Regions from separate parts of the Mus musculus genome. Here regions 1 and 3 are each linked to region 2. Evidence: chromatin contacts called from public HiChIP or PLAC-seq and capture Hi-C data. All regions are on one chromosome and are shown on one strand. The core of a region is the stretch at or near the end of the contact, and the rest is flanking DNA. Distances in the headings are between cores, read along the strand shown. Region 1 holds the start of Ints1 (integrator complex subunit 1). Region 2 holds the start of Adap1 (ArfGAP with dual PH domains 1). Region 3 overlaps Ints1 (integrator complex subunit 1).

What was found. HiChIP or PLAC-seq counts read pairs in DNA pulled down with a chosen protein or histone mark. Capture Hi-C pulls out chosen DNA fragments and counts their contacts.
Region 1: a capture Hi-C map of embryonic stem cells shows a contact between it and region 2, with 2.7 times the contacts expected there. The contact joins the promoter of Ints1 here to the promoter of Adap1 in region 2. A contact is called at or near these places in 6 of 115 datasets of contacts at active chromatin or transcription factors (embryonic forebrain, embryonic hindbrain, embryonic midbrain and 3 more) and 2 of 9 other capture datasets (adipose tissue and embryonic stem cells).
Region 3: a contact with region 2 is called in an H3K4me3 HiChIP or PLAC-seq map of embryonic midbrain, with 5 times the contacts expected there. The contact joins the enhancer-like site here to the promoter of Adap1 in region 2. A contact is called at or near these places in 2 of 39 promoter capture datasets (cranial neural crest and pre-B cells), 2 of 15 datasets of contacts at CTCF or cohesin (embryonic stem cells and large pre-B cells), 11 of 484 Hi-C or Micro-C datasets (B cells, the G1E-ER4 cell line, brown adipocytes and 5 more), 8 of 115 datasets of contacts at active chromatin or transcription factors (embryonic forebrain, embryonic hindbrain, embryonic midbrain and 3 more) and 2 of 9 other capture datasets (adipose tissue and embryonic stem cells).

What each region holds. Positions count from the first base shown.
Region 1 is chr5:139,773,667-139,777,569 of GRCm38.p6, reverse strand. Ints1 (integrator complex subunit 1) reads left to right here and starts at 1,892. Exons shown (of 47, transcript NM_026748.2): 1 at 1,892-2,238; 2 at 2,992-3,282. The coding sequence starts at 2,100.
Region 2 is chr5:139,323,359-139,326,815 of GRCm38.p6, reverse strand. It overlaps Adap1 (ArfGAP with dual PH domains 1), which reads left to right and starts at 1,352. Exons shown (of 11, transcript NM_172723.4): 1 at 1,352-1,535. The coding sequence starts at 1,454.
Region 3 is chr5:139,753,591-139,757,052 of GRCm38.p6, reverse strand. It overlaps Ints1 (integrator complex subunit 1), which reads left to right. Exons shown (of 47, transcript NM_026748.2): 36 at 522-609; 37 at 692-918; 38 at 1,053-1,176; 39 at 1,743-1,876; 40 at 1,954-2,146; 41 at 2,852-2,979. Among named protein-coding and RNA genes, the nearest start is that of Mir7037, 13 kb to the left of the region's middle. Within about 2 kb of position 2,097, at least 9 of the 459 cell types and tissues checked have an H3K27ac peak or open chromatin away from gene starts, as enhancers often do.

The DNA.
Region 1 (3,903 bases), core at 643-3,142, 450 kb before region 2:
ATGCTGGGCCAGGTAATCTGGCTTCCTAGCTTCCTTGCTCTTCCTCAGGTGTCCCCATGTCACATGTCCCTGAATGGATCTGCTCTTTATGTGCCAGAGCTTTCTAGGTGTTCCTGCCCTGCTAACGAGGACACCTGACAGGGCCTATCTTGGCATGCCATATGGCATGACCTGTGGTGAGGAGTTCCAGCAGGGATGCAGGGTGTGTGCGGCTGAGGACCGGGAGGCTTTGCAGGCACTGATGCTGGTACCACAGAGAGGGAGAGAGGGAGGCTTGCTGCAAGTGAGGTGGGCTAAGCTGAACTGGGAATGCTGCATCCATACAGGGAGCCACAGAGCCCCGGGGACACTGTCCACCACCAGGCACAGCAGTATGAGGCTCAGGCTGGCAGATGGGGACAGCTGCTTCCTGCCACTGGGGCAGTTAGACCACAGCAGCTGCAGGTCTGCTCAGTGTGGTTTGCCAGCATCCTACATAGGTTCTGGGGGACGCTGCCCAACCTTCCCCAAAGGGTCCTCAGCAGGGCTCAGGCTGAGCTGGGTTCCACTGTCACTGGGTTAGGATCTACTGGAGTAAACAGACTCCCCGCCATTTTGTTTGATTTTGCTTTTGTTTTGGGTCAGAGTCTGTCTATGTGGCTCCAGCTGTCCTGGAACTCACGGAGATTCACCTGCCTCTGCCTCCTGAGTGCTGGGATTAAAGGTGTGTGTGACCACACTGTGACAACTCATCCCTTTTTAAAATCTAAATTTTATCTATTGTTATTGTGGGTATGAGTGTGCATGATGTGAATGTACAGCCATGCACACCACAGCACACGTGTAAGTCAGAGGACAAATTTGTAGAGTTGGCTCAGCAAGCTCTTTCACCTACTGACCCATCCTGCTTACCCTGACATACTGTTATTGTAGCCCTGGCATCACAGTAAGAAAGACCCTGAACTGCAGGCACTGACAGGTATGGGAGGTGCGCTCCTGGGGCTGAAAACCAGCTCTCTGCCTGAAGCTCCCTTTGTGCCACAATGTTCAAACACATCCTTTATTCAGCCCACAAATGTTTACTATATAGCTCTGGGCTTGCTGGCACCAAGGAGGCTGGCCATCATGGGGACAATCCATTAAGGGCGCTTGAGGGTCTTGGGCTCCCAATCCTAATTCTATGACCTTGGAATGTCTATCTGTCTGTCTATATGTGTATAGATACACTCAGACATTCACACACATACATAAACACACATACATATATATGTATACACACATACATGTACACACACACAAACATGGTCTCGGGACCATGTCTGGAATTTTGTCTTTGTCCCAGCAGCTGGACAATCTATCTGGGACTTCCTTAGAGGAGACCTGCAGTACCTATCCTGATAGCTCCATGTAGAGGTCTCCATGGAGAGGGAGGTACCCAAATCAGGTGAATCCAGAGGCCATTGACAGAGGTACCCAAATCAGGTGAATCCAGAGGCCATTGACAGAGGCCTTCAACATTTTAGAGCATGTATCAATATGAAAGTAGGATTTTGACTTTTTTGTTGTTGTTGTTTTTTGAGAAAGGGTTTCTCTGTATAGCCCTGGCTGTCCTCGAACTCAGAAATCCGCCTGCCTCTGCTTCCCAAATGCTGGGATTAAAGGCGTGCGCCACCACCGACCGGCTGGATTTTGACTTCTTGAGCTAGGATCAGATTTAGCTCCAAAACCGTAAGAGGGAACAGTTTATGCCCAACAAGCCCAGCTTTCAGACAGGCATAGGTCCATCCAGCCTCCGGCCGCCAGAGGGCGGTGCAAACACTAGTAGGCTCTGCCTGCCTCTCTCCTCTCTTCCTCGCCTTCGGGTTTGTTTTACTTCCGGTTATGTGAGAAATCAGCGCTCGGAAGGCTCGCAGATCAGTTTGCACTTCCGGAGCGCCCGTGTCTCGGGTCTGCAGAGTGCTGCACCGGAGGTGAGGGGCCTTTGCACCCAGGTGAAGTCCGCTCCCTGCGGTGACATCCGTCTCCGCAGTCGGCCGCGTGTGTGCCGCACTTGGCCCCTTTCTGTGACCCCGGTAGGCGGCCCTGGGCACTCGGTCCAGTGGCCCCGGTGCGAGGGATGAATGACTGAGCGAGCGAGTGACTCCCGCCGCCTCCTCCCAGGTGAAGGCGCTTCCTCTAGGGGCGCCCGGGCCGCGGGGAGGATGAATCGAGCCAAGCCCACCACCGTACGGAGACCCAGCGCGGCCGCCAAGCCCTCAGGTGCGTCCCTGCGCGCGGCGACCTCGAGACGGTCAATGAATGGGTTCCATGAAGGCCGGCATGGCCACTGAAGGGGTTCCTACGGGACATAGTTAACTTGGGACTGTTGGGAGAGCGTGGGCATCCAACACAGCAGGACAACGGTCATCCAACCCAGGCTTCCTGCATACATTGCTGTCCTGAGGGGCTCCTAAAGGACAAGGGCATCCTTGTCCTGCTGAGCATCTGGCAAGGACAGGGTACCTGGACCAGAATCACAGTCTCTGAAGCCGGATAATCTAGACTGGGGTCCTAAAGTTTCTTCTTGCTAACTGTGTGACACTGGCACATTACTTAACTTCTGTCTATTTTGTTTTGTCTTGTTTTGTTTTGGTTTTTTCGAGACAGGGTTTCTCTGTGTAGCCCTGGCTGACCTGGAACTCACTCTGTAGACCAGGCTGGCCTTGAACTCAGAAATCCTCCTGCCTCTGCCTCCCAAGTGCTGGGATTAAAGGCATGTGCCACCAGTCCCCTGCCTAACTTCTGTGTCTTTATTTGTAAAACGAGGGTCATAACTTTTGAAGAAGCCCGGTGAGAATTAAGTAGACAGTGCTTATGAGTTACAGATGGCTTAGTTTCTAGTCAGCACTGGATCAGCGTCAGCCATCGCTTGCTCTGCCAGGGTGGTTGGACAACCTCAGGCTTTACTTTTGTCTCTTGGGGGCCCACTCTGAGATTGGGTATCACAGGTGTGGGTTTTCTGTTCCTCTGCAGGGCACCCTCCCCCTGGGGACTTTATTGCTCTGGGGTCCAAGGGTCAGGCCAGTGAATCAAAGACAACGTCCACCCTGCTGAAGCCAGCCCCTTCTGGGCTACCCTCAGAGCGCAAGAGAGATGCTTCAGCTTCTCTGTCTGGGACCTCTGCGCTGACCGGCCTCACTAAGCGCCCCAAACTGTCCTCCACTCCCCCACTGAGCGCCCTGGGACGTCTGGCTGAAGCCGCAGTTGCAGAGAAGCGAGCCATTTCTCCATCGATTAAGGAGCCATCTGTGGTGCCCATTGAAGGTAAGATCAGACTGCCAACTTCCCCAGAGAGATTCCTTCATCCTGTCCATCTGCCCAGTGCCCGTGGGAGCCACTTCCAGCCTGGTTCTGTTAGCGTAGTGGGGTCTTGGCTTCCTGTGGGCTCGCTGCCTGGCATTGTGAACAGATGCACCTCCCATTCCCACAGTGCTCCTGGTTCCTCGTTCCATCATTTATCTGGCCTGTGTACAGCCTGCCCCTGGTTGTGACAGCACTGTTCTGAACCGTGCTGGGACAGGTGCGCAGGCTGTGGTGGCATCTAAGTGGTTCTAGCCCGGTCCTCCAGTGGAAGGGGATTCTTTGCTCACTGTCTTTGCCTCCAGGACAGGGAGCATTTTGGTGCCATTTTCCAGGTAGAAAATAGGTCCCCCAAGTACCAAAGAGACCTCAGAGGAGAGACGAGTGTCCCTGAAGTTGTGCAGGGGTCTGACCTTCTCCTCCTTCTTGTCATTTATCCCATGACTTCTTTGACAGTGCCAGGATTGAGCCTAGGTCCAGATGCACACAAGGCAAGTGTTGTAACCACTGAACTCTACAGCCCAGAGCCCCTCAGTGACTCATAGCAGCTCCATGATGCCTTAGCATAGACCTGTCACCCGCTAG
Region 2 (3,457 bases), core at 103-2,602:
GTTTTTAAAGACTGGGTCTCGTATAGTCCAGGTTGTTCTCCTCATACTAGATGTGTAGCTGAGGATGGCCTTGAACAGCGGATCCTCCTGCCTCGACCTCCTGGGCACTGAGAGTAGAGGCATCCGTCAGTACTCCTAGGTTCTGTGGTGCCGAGGACACAATACGCAGCTCGGTGAATGCTGGGTAAGCTCTCTATCCATTGAACCACTTCCCCAGCCCCCAGCAGTCTGCATTTTGCTTCATTCTCCAAGCTCCTGCTGTGTGCCAGGTCTGGAGCCAGGCTCCAGTAGGCTTCAGGAGAAAAACATTAGATCCGTTAAACAACAAGCCTACAGCGCCACCGGCCTCAAGACCTCCAAAATGTGCATTGGGGCAGGTTGCATGTTCTGTCTCCTGATCCCAAAACAAGTTCTGCAATGGCATGACAGCCAGGTCAGGAGGGACAGATGCCCCTGGCAAGACAACAGCCTCAGCAGAGGGCCACCAGGTGGAGTCGGCCAGGATTGCAAACGTTCATGACATCAAAGTAGACACTCAGAAAGACAATGTGCAGTAAAGCAGCATGACATACGTGGTGGGACAAAACGGACCCTTCCTCCCCAGGAAGCAAGAGAGAGCATAACGAAGAGGCTAGGGTCCCAACAACCTAACTTCCTCCCAGTAGCCCTGACCACACTATAGCATCACCGTGGGGACTGTGCCCTTAACCCAGGGGCCTTTGCGGGGCAGGGAACACTGTGGGGCCAAATCATAGAGCAACCAACACCCTGGCTGTGACATATTAGCAGGAGTAGACTCTCAGGAGGCTTTGGAGATGGCTTTCATTTCTCAGTTGGGTGTGGCCATTGGCTTCTAAATGGCTACTATTGCGTTTATAATGGAGAAAATGGAATTTGAAAAGAAATGCTAGGGCCAGTTAAAGAAGCAGACACCCGGCTCTGGGAGGGAGCGGGCCAGAGATCAGGAAGGGTGTGGCCAGTTCTTGTCCTATCTCTTGGAGATGAGACTATAGACTTGGACACGTGTGAGGGTGGAGCCCTTCGATCCTTTTAGTACTGGAATTTGTCATTCATAGGTAGGGCTAGCCTGAGCTGCCCGCGACCTCAGCTTCAACCCAACAGGCACGCTTGCGTGTTGGGTGGCCCATCCTTCCGCAGCGCGGGTTCCCTGCGACCCCGCCCCAGGTGGACCCGTTGAGGCCGGGCTCTCCAAGAGGCCGCTCCCTGTCCGCGCCGCTGGGGGCCGCCCGCGGGCCGCGCCGTCCCGGGCGCGCCGTGCGTTACTCCCCGGTCCCCGCGCGCGCAGCTCCGCTCAGGGCGGCCCCGCGCGGCGACACGATCGGGGCCGGCGCGCGGGCTGAGCGGTGGCGATGGCGCAAGGCGGGCGGCGGGCGCGCGGCGCGGGGCCCTAGCGGGGCGGGCGTGCTCGGGACGGCGCGGTGGCCGCGCAGCCATGGCCGGGGAGCGGCGCCGGGCGCTGCTGGAGCTACTGACGCGGCCGGGGAACACGCGCTGCGCTGACTGCGGAGCCCCGGGTAGGTGCGGGACGGGCGGAGGCGCGGGGTGCGGCCGGGTGGACAGGACTGCGTGGGGGGCGCGGGGGATGGGGACGCGCCACGCGCTGGGTCCTGGCTGGGTTGGGGCGCGGCCCGGGTGCACCTGCCGGCGTCAGGGACTGGCAGTGGTGAGGCGCAGCATCCGGAGGGCACCTCGCGGGCTCCGTGCGACCTGTGCCGCCGACTCCCCTCCCCCGCCGGGCTGCGTGTCACGCTGTCACCCGCAGCCGCCTCCCCTCCCCAGCCTTGCGAAACCTTGGCGTCTCGGGGTATTAAAAAAAAAGAGGAAATCAGCAGGGGCGGTTGGCTTGCAAGGAAAGCGGCCAGTGAGCCCAGGGTGTCTGCCAGGGAGTATGGGGTCCACCTGGTTCCCAGCTACCTGGAGATGACGTCATGGCATCCCTGCCTGGGGCCACCGTCTTGTACAGACTCAAGGCTGGGGGAGGATGCAGAGCCTTGGGTGGCCCTGTGAGGACATTCTGGCCATGTGCCTTTGGCTCTCTCTACCTAGCTTCTCTGGGATCAGGACAGTCGGGGACAGGTGGGAGTCATAGACGCATATGTCAGACATCTTCCAGACTTTGTCCCTTGGTTGCTCCAGGTTTGGAAGGATTTGTAGGGGCCAGAACACAGGGGCTCAGGATTGGCTATGGAAAAAGGGCCGGGTTCTCTGACCAGCTGGCAGGCTCTGAGAGCTGGCCCTCCCAGGCCGATCCTATCTGGGTATGCAGGTGGGGACAGGGCATTTCAGGGATATCAGGGGGCCCTAGCATGAACCCCTCAGAACATACCAGGAATCAATTCCTTGGGGACTTAACTCTATCTCCCTGAGATGCAGGCGGAAAGCCTGCAGTCTGTAAATAGGACCTCCTTCCCATCTCTCCCCCACATCCCCGCCTCTGGGCTGAAGAGTGCCAGCCTGAGGCTGAGAATCTGCTAGCCAATAGTAAGTGCATGCCACCCCAGGGGCCCTGGTGTCCCTGGGAGGAGACATTGACCAAGCTTCAGTGGGAAGTAGGCAAGATGAAGTAGCCCTTTCCTGGTCTCTTGGGGCACCGCAGGGCCCTGACGGTGGTGCAGCGGGGTGGTGCCTCCCTGGTGCTATGTGGTACTGCTGCCAGCTGGCCTGGCTCAGTGGACTCTCCCCACCTCCCTCTCTCAGACCTGCCTTTCAACTTGTTTAGGAAAGCTGGCTATGCTGGAGTCCCCTGTAAGGAGGGCTGATGGGTTGCCCAGCTTCCAAGCCTGACTTGTGGGGGGGGGGCAGCAAACCCCACGAGAGAAGCTGGCCTAACCTCGTATTCCTTGGCCACCCAGCCAGAACAGCTTTTACTTTCCCTAGACCTCCTGGCCTGAGCAGGAGGAAGAAGGGGCTTCCAGAAGGCTCAATAGGAACCACCCTACACCATTCACCTATGTAATGTCCTAGCAGCCCTTTAGCCAGTCCCAGGCCACTGGCTGCCGCAGCTACTGCCCTCTTGGGGCCCAGCCCTTGCTGGCTGTAAGCCAAGCTGCCCATTTTCAGACTTGCCTTATAATAACAGCTTGTTTCTCCCCCTCCCCCACCTGCGAGGCAGATTAAGTATGAGGCTTGTTTCCATTTTATGAGCAGGGAAACTGAGGCCTCAACAGCTTGAACTCACTTGGGTGTCCACAGGCTGCCTGGGTTTCCTGATGCCCACTCGGGGCCCACACGCACTGTCTATACAAACCTCCCATTTTTGCCTAGCTCCTGGGCTCAGCCACAACGCCTGCCTCGTGACTCCGATGGCAGGTCCGCACAGGCCCCCGGTGCTTAGTAGGTAATTGGGTCTTCCTGTGTTCTGTGATGCTGTTCTGGAGTCTCCTGTCTTGTGGTGGCCTTGTTGAGGTGGGGAGACATGTGTGTTCCATGTGGTCCT
Region 3 (3,462 bases), core at 848-3,347, 430 kb before region 2:
AACTGCAGACCCCAGGAGCCTCTCGGCCTGGATGCAACTTTGTGTGAACCATGAATTGTGTCCCTTCCACCTCTATTCAGGGCAGCATCTCCTGAGGGGGGTGCTATTGTGCTCAGTGCCTTGGGCACCTGCAAGCCCTCAATAGCAGGGCCAGTATTTTGCTTTTGGTGCCCAGCCCCTCACCTAGGGGTAGACAGTCCAGGCCCTCCCATCTCCTTGGCACATTTTTGTCTGTGGAGAATTTGGCTTACGTCCACGCCATGGTACAGGAGGCAAAAGAGCTGTGGCAAGCTGCCCATCCAGCCTGTGGTCCCTTGACTGTGACAGGCCCATAGTGTGGGCACAGGCTGTGCTTGAGTTTTCTCATAGGAACCATCAGGTGCCCAGCTCACAAACACAAGACCTGGGAGTGTGTGGGTCAGGGAGACCAAAGACTAGGGACTCCTCAGAAGGACAGAGGTGGCCCTCTACTGAGGTCCCTTTTTTAGGAACTTTACCCTGGCATTGCTTGCTCCTCCCAGGCTCGACCCTTCAGCATCCCTGGACTTCCTCTGGGCCTGTATCCATGTCCCCCGGATCTGGCAGGGCCGGGACCAGCGCACTCCACAGGCAGGTCTCAAGAGGTTAGCCCAACCCATGGGTGGTGGCTGCACACACATCCTGGGGCTGACCTGCAGCCTCCTGATTGCAGAAGCGGCGGGAGGAGTTGGTGCTCCACGTGCAGGGCCCAGAGCTGCTCAGCCTGGTGGAGCTTATCCTGTCCGAGGCAGAGACCAGGAGCCAGGATGGGGACAGTGCTGCACGCACCCTTATCCAGACCCGGCTGCCCCTGCTGCTTAGCTGCTGCCGTAGCAATGATGAGAGCATTGGAAAAGTGACCGAGCACCTGACCAGCTGCATCCAGCAATGGGGGGACAGGTACCTGAGTCCCCACTGTGTCCCCTTGCCATAGATGGCTGCTGTGTCACCTGGGAGTGGCTCCTTCAGTACATGTCCCTCCCCTGGCCACACCATCCCAGTGACCCAGTCCCTCTCCCCTCTGCTCTTTCCAGTGTGCTGGGCCAGCGCTGCCGAGACTTGCTGTTGCAACTGTACCTGCAGCGGCCAGAGGTCCGGGTGCCAGTGCCCGAGGTCCTGCTGCAAAGTGAAGGTGCCACCAGCAGCAGCATCTGCAAGGTGAGGGACACAGTCTCCACAGAGCAGGGGGTGGGGGCTGGAGGATGGGGTGCGGGGGGGGGGCTGCACCATCAACCTCACCACAAGGTGAGGGGCATAGTCCCCATAGAGCCTGGAGTGGGGGTGCCATCAGTCTCACCTTAGCTCACCTCACCAGAGCTAGACCTTACTGTGCTAGGCTCTTCCTCTGGATGCAGCTTGGGGCAGAGGGATGCCCCTTCCCCTTTCTGTACCCAGGTTGTGGGCAGACAGGAGTCAGCACATGTGTGTCATGTGGACAATATGGGGCCATGGCCTCCATCACGAGGGTCGTGCACTGTCACCCCAGAGTACCCCAGAGGTCTCCACCTCCTACCCATTCTGGCCAGCTCCACTGTGCCTCAGCAGGGCAGACCAGCTTGCGTCCTCTGGAGTTTTGTGTGAGGGGCCACATGAGCTCCTGCCTTTGGTGTGATCGCTAGAGTGTCCGTGCTGAGCGTGTGTCTGCTGCTGCGTGATGTCCTGGGCCATGAGGGGGTAGGGGGAGTTCAGACGGTGTATAGGCAAGTAGTCTCCCCTCCCCCTAGCTGGACGGCCTCGTCCATCGCTTCATCACGCTCCTGGCAGACACCAGCGACTCCCGGTCTTCTGAGAGCAGAGTGGCTGACGCCAACATGGCCTGCCGGAAGCTGGCTGTGGCCCACCCCGTCCTGCTGCTGAGGTGCGTGCTGTCACAGCCTGTGGTGCTGGGTGACTCGGGGGAAGGTGTAACCAGGGACATTCTTCTGCTCTGCCCAGGCACCTGCCCATGATCGCAGCCCTCCTGCACGGCCGCACTCATCTGAACTTCCAGGAGTTCCGGCAGCAGAACCACCTGGCCTTCTTCCTGCATGTGCTGGGCATCCTGGAGCTGCTGCAGCCGCGTGTGTTCCAGAGCGAACACCAGGGGGCGCTTTGGGACTGCCTGCGATCCTTTATCCGCCTGCTCCTGGTGGGTGCCAGGCAGACTGTCCCCCACATTCCTCAGCCGTACATCCTCCCATGGCCCCTCCTGTCCTTGCCTGACTCCCTTCTGCTCCTACAGGACAGCCTGGAGCCAGGGCCAAAGCCAGGCCACTGCCCAGTGGCTTCTGTCTCCACTGTCTGAAGACCAGCTCTTCACTGAGGCTCCTAAGCCCCAGTATCCCCTGCCTGGGGAATCCACATTCAAGTCCCATGGGTGCTATTTGTTGGTGTCATATGCCTAGTATATACATAATATTATGAAAACAAAAGCCAGGCCAGCCAGGTGTCAGAGTAGCACACCTGCAATCAGCACGAGGGTAGCTGAGGCAGGAGAATTGTAAGTTCTGCACCAGCCTTGGCTATAATATTGAGGCAATATCAGGGTCTGACTCAGGGGCTGGAAGGAGGGCTTAGAGATTAGAGAGCGTTAGCTGCTCTCGCAAAGGAAGACCCTGGTTTGGGTCCCACCACCCACATGGTGGCTCACAAGCATGAGAAACTCTAGTTCCAGGACACCAGACACCCATGTAGTGCACAGACATACAGACATACATTCAGGCAAAACATTCGTTCAATAAAAAACAAAACATCAGGCCCCAGTCAGGCTAGCTCTGTGCTCATGGCTGTCATGGGGGTCATGTATGGTGTAGAGGGTCTGAGGAAGCCTCTGGTGGTTCTGCCTTCTCTACAGAACTACCGGAAGTCCTCCCGCCACCTGGCTCCCTTCATTAGCAAGTTCGTTCAGTTCATCCACAAGTACGTGGGCTGCAGCGCACCAGCAGCCGTGGCCTTCCTGCAGAAGCACGCAGAGCCCCTCCAGTGAGTCCCCACACCTGCCCAGGCTGGCCAGTGGCCCCACACTGGAGCCAGGAGGGGCAGTCCAGACAGTGAATGTTCTGGTCTGAATTGCAGCCTTCAGCTTCATCCCCACTTGCTCCTCCTTACCCCTCCTCCCCATTCACTCCTCCTCACTCACCTCTCTTCCCCATTCACTCCTCCTCACCCCTCCTCCCTATTCACTCCTCCTCACTCACCCCTCCTCCCCATTCACTCCTCCTCACCCCTCCCTATTCACTCCTCACTCACCCCTCCTCCCCATTCACTCCTCACTCACCCCTCCTCCCTATTCACTCCTCACTCACCCCTCCTCCCCATTCACCCCTCCTCCCTATTCACTCCTCCTCACTCACCCCTCCTCCCTACCATTTCTCTTTGCACTTGCCTAACCCCAGGCCCTCCTTCCTGCCCTGCTGCTTCTCCTTGCCTGGCACTCTTCCCCGCCTGCCCTCCTCTGAAGTGAAC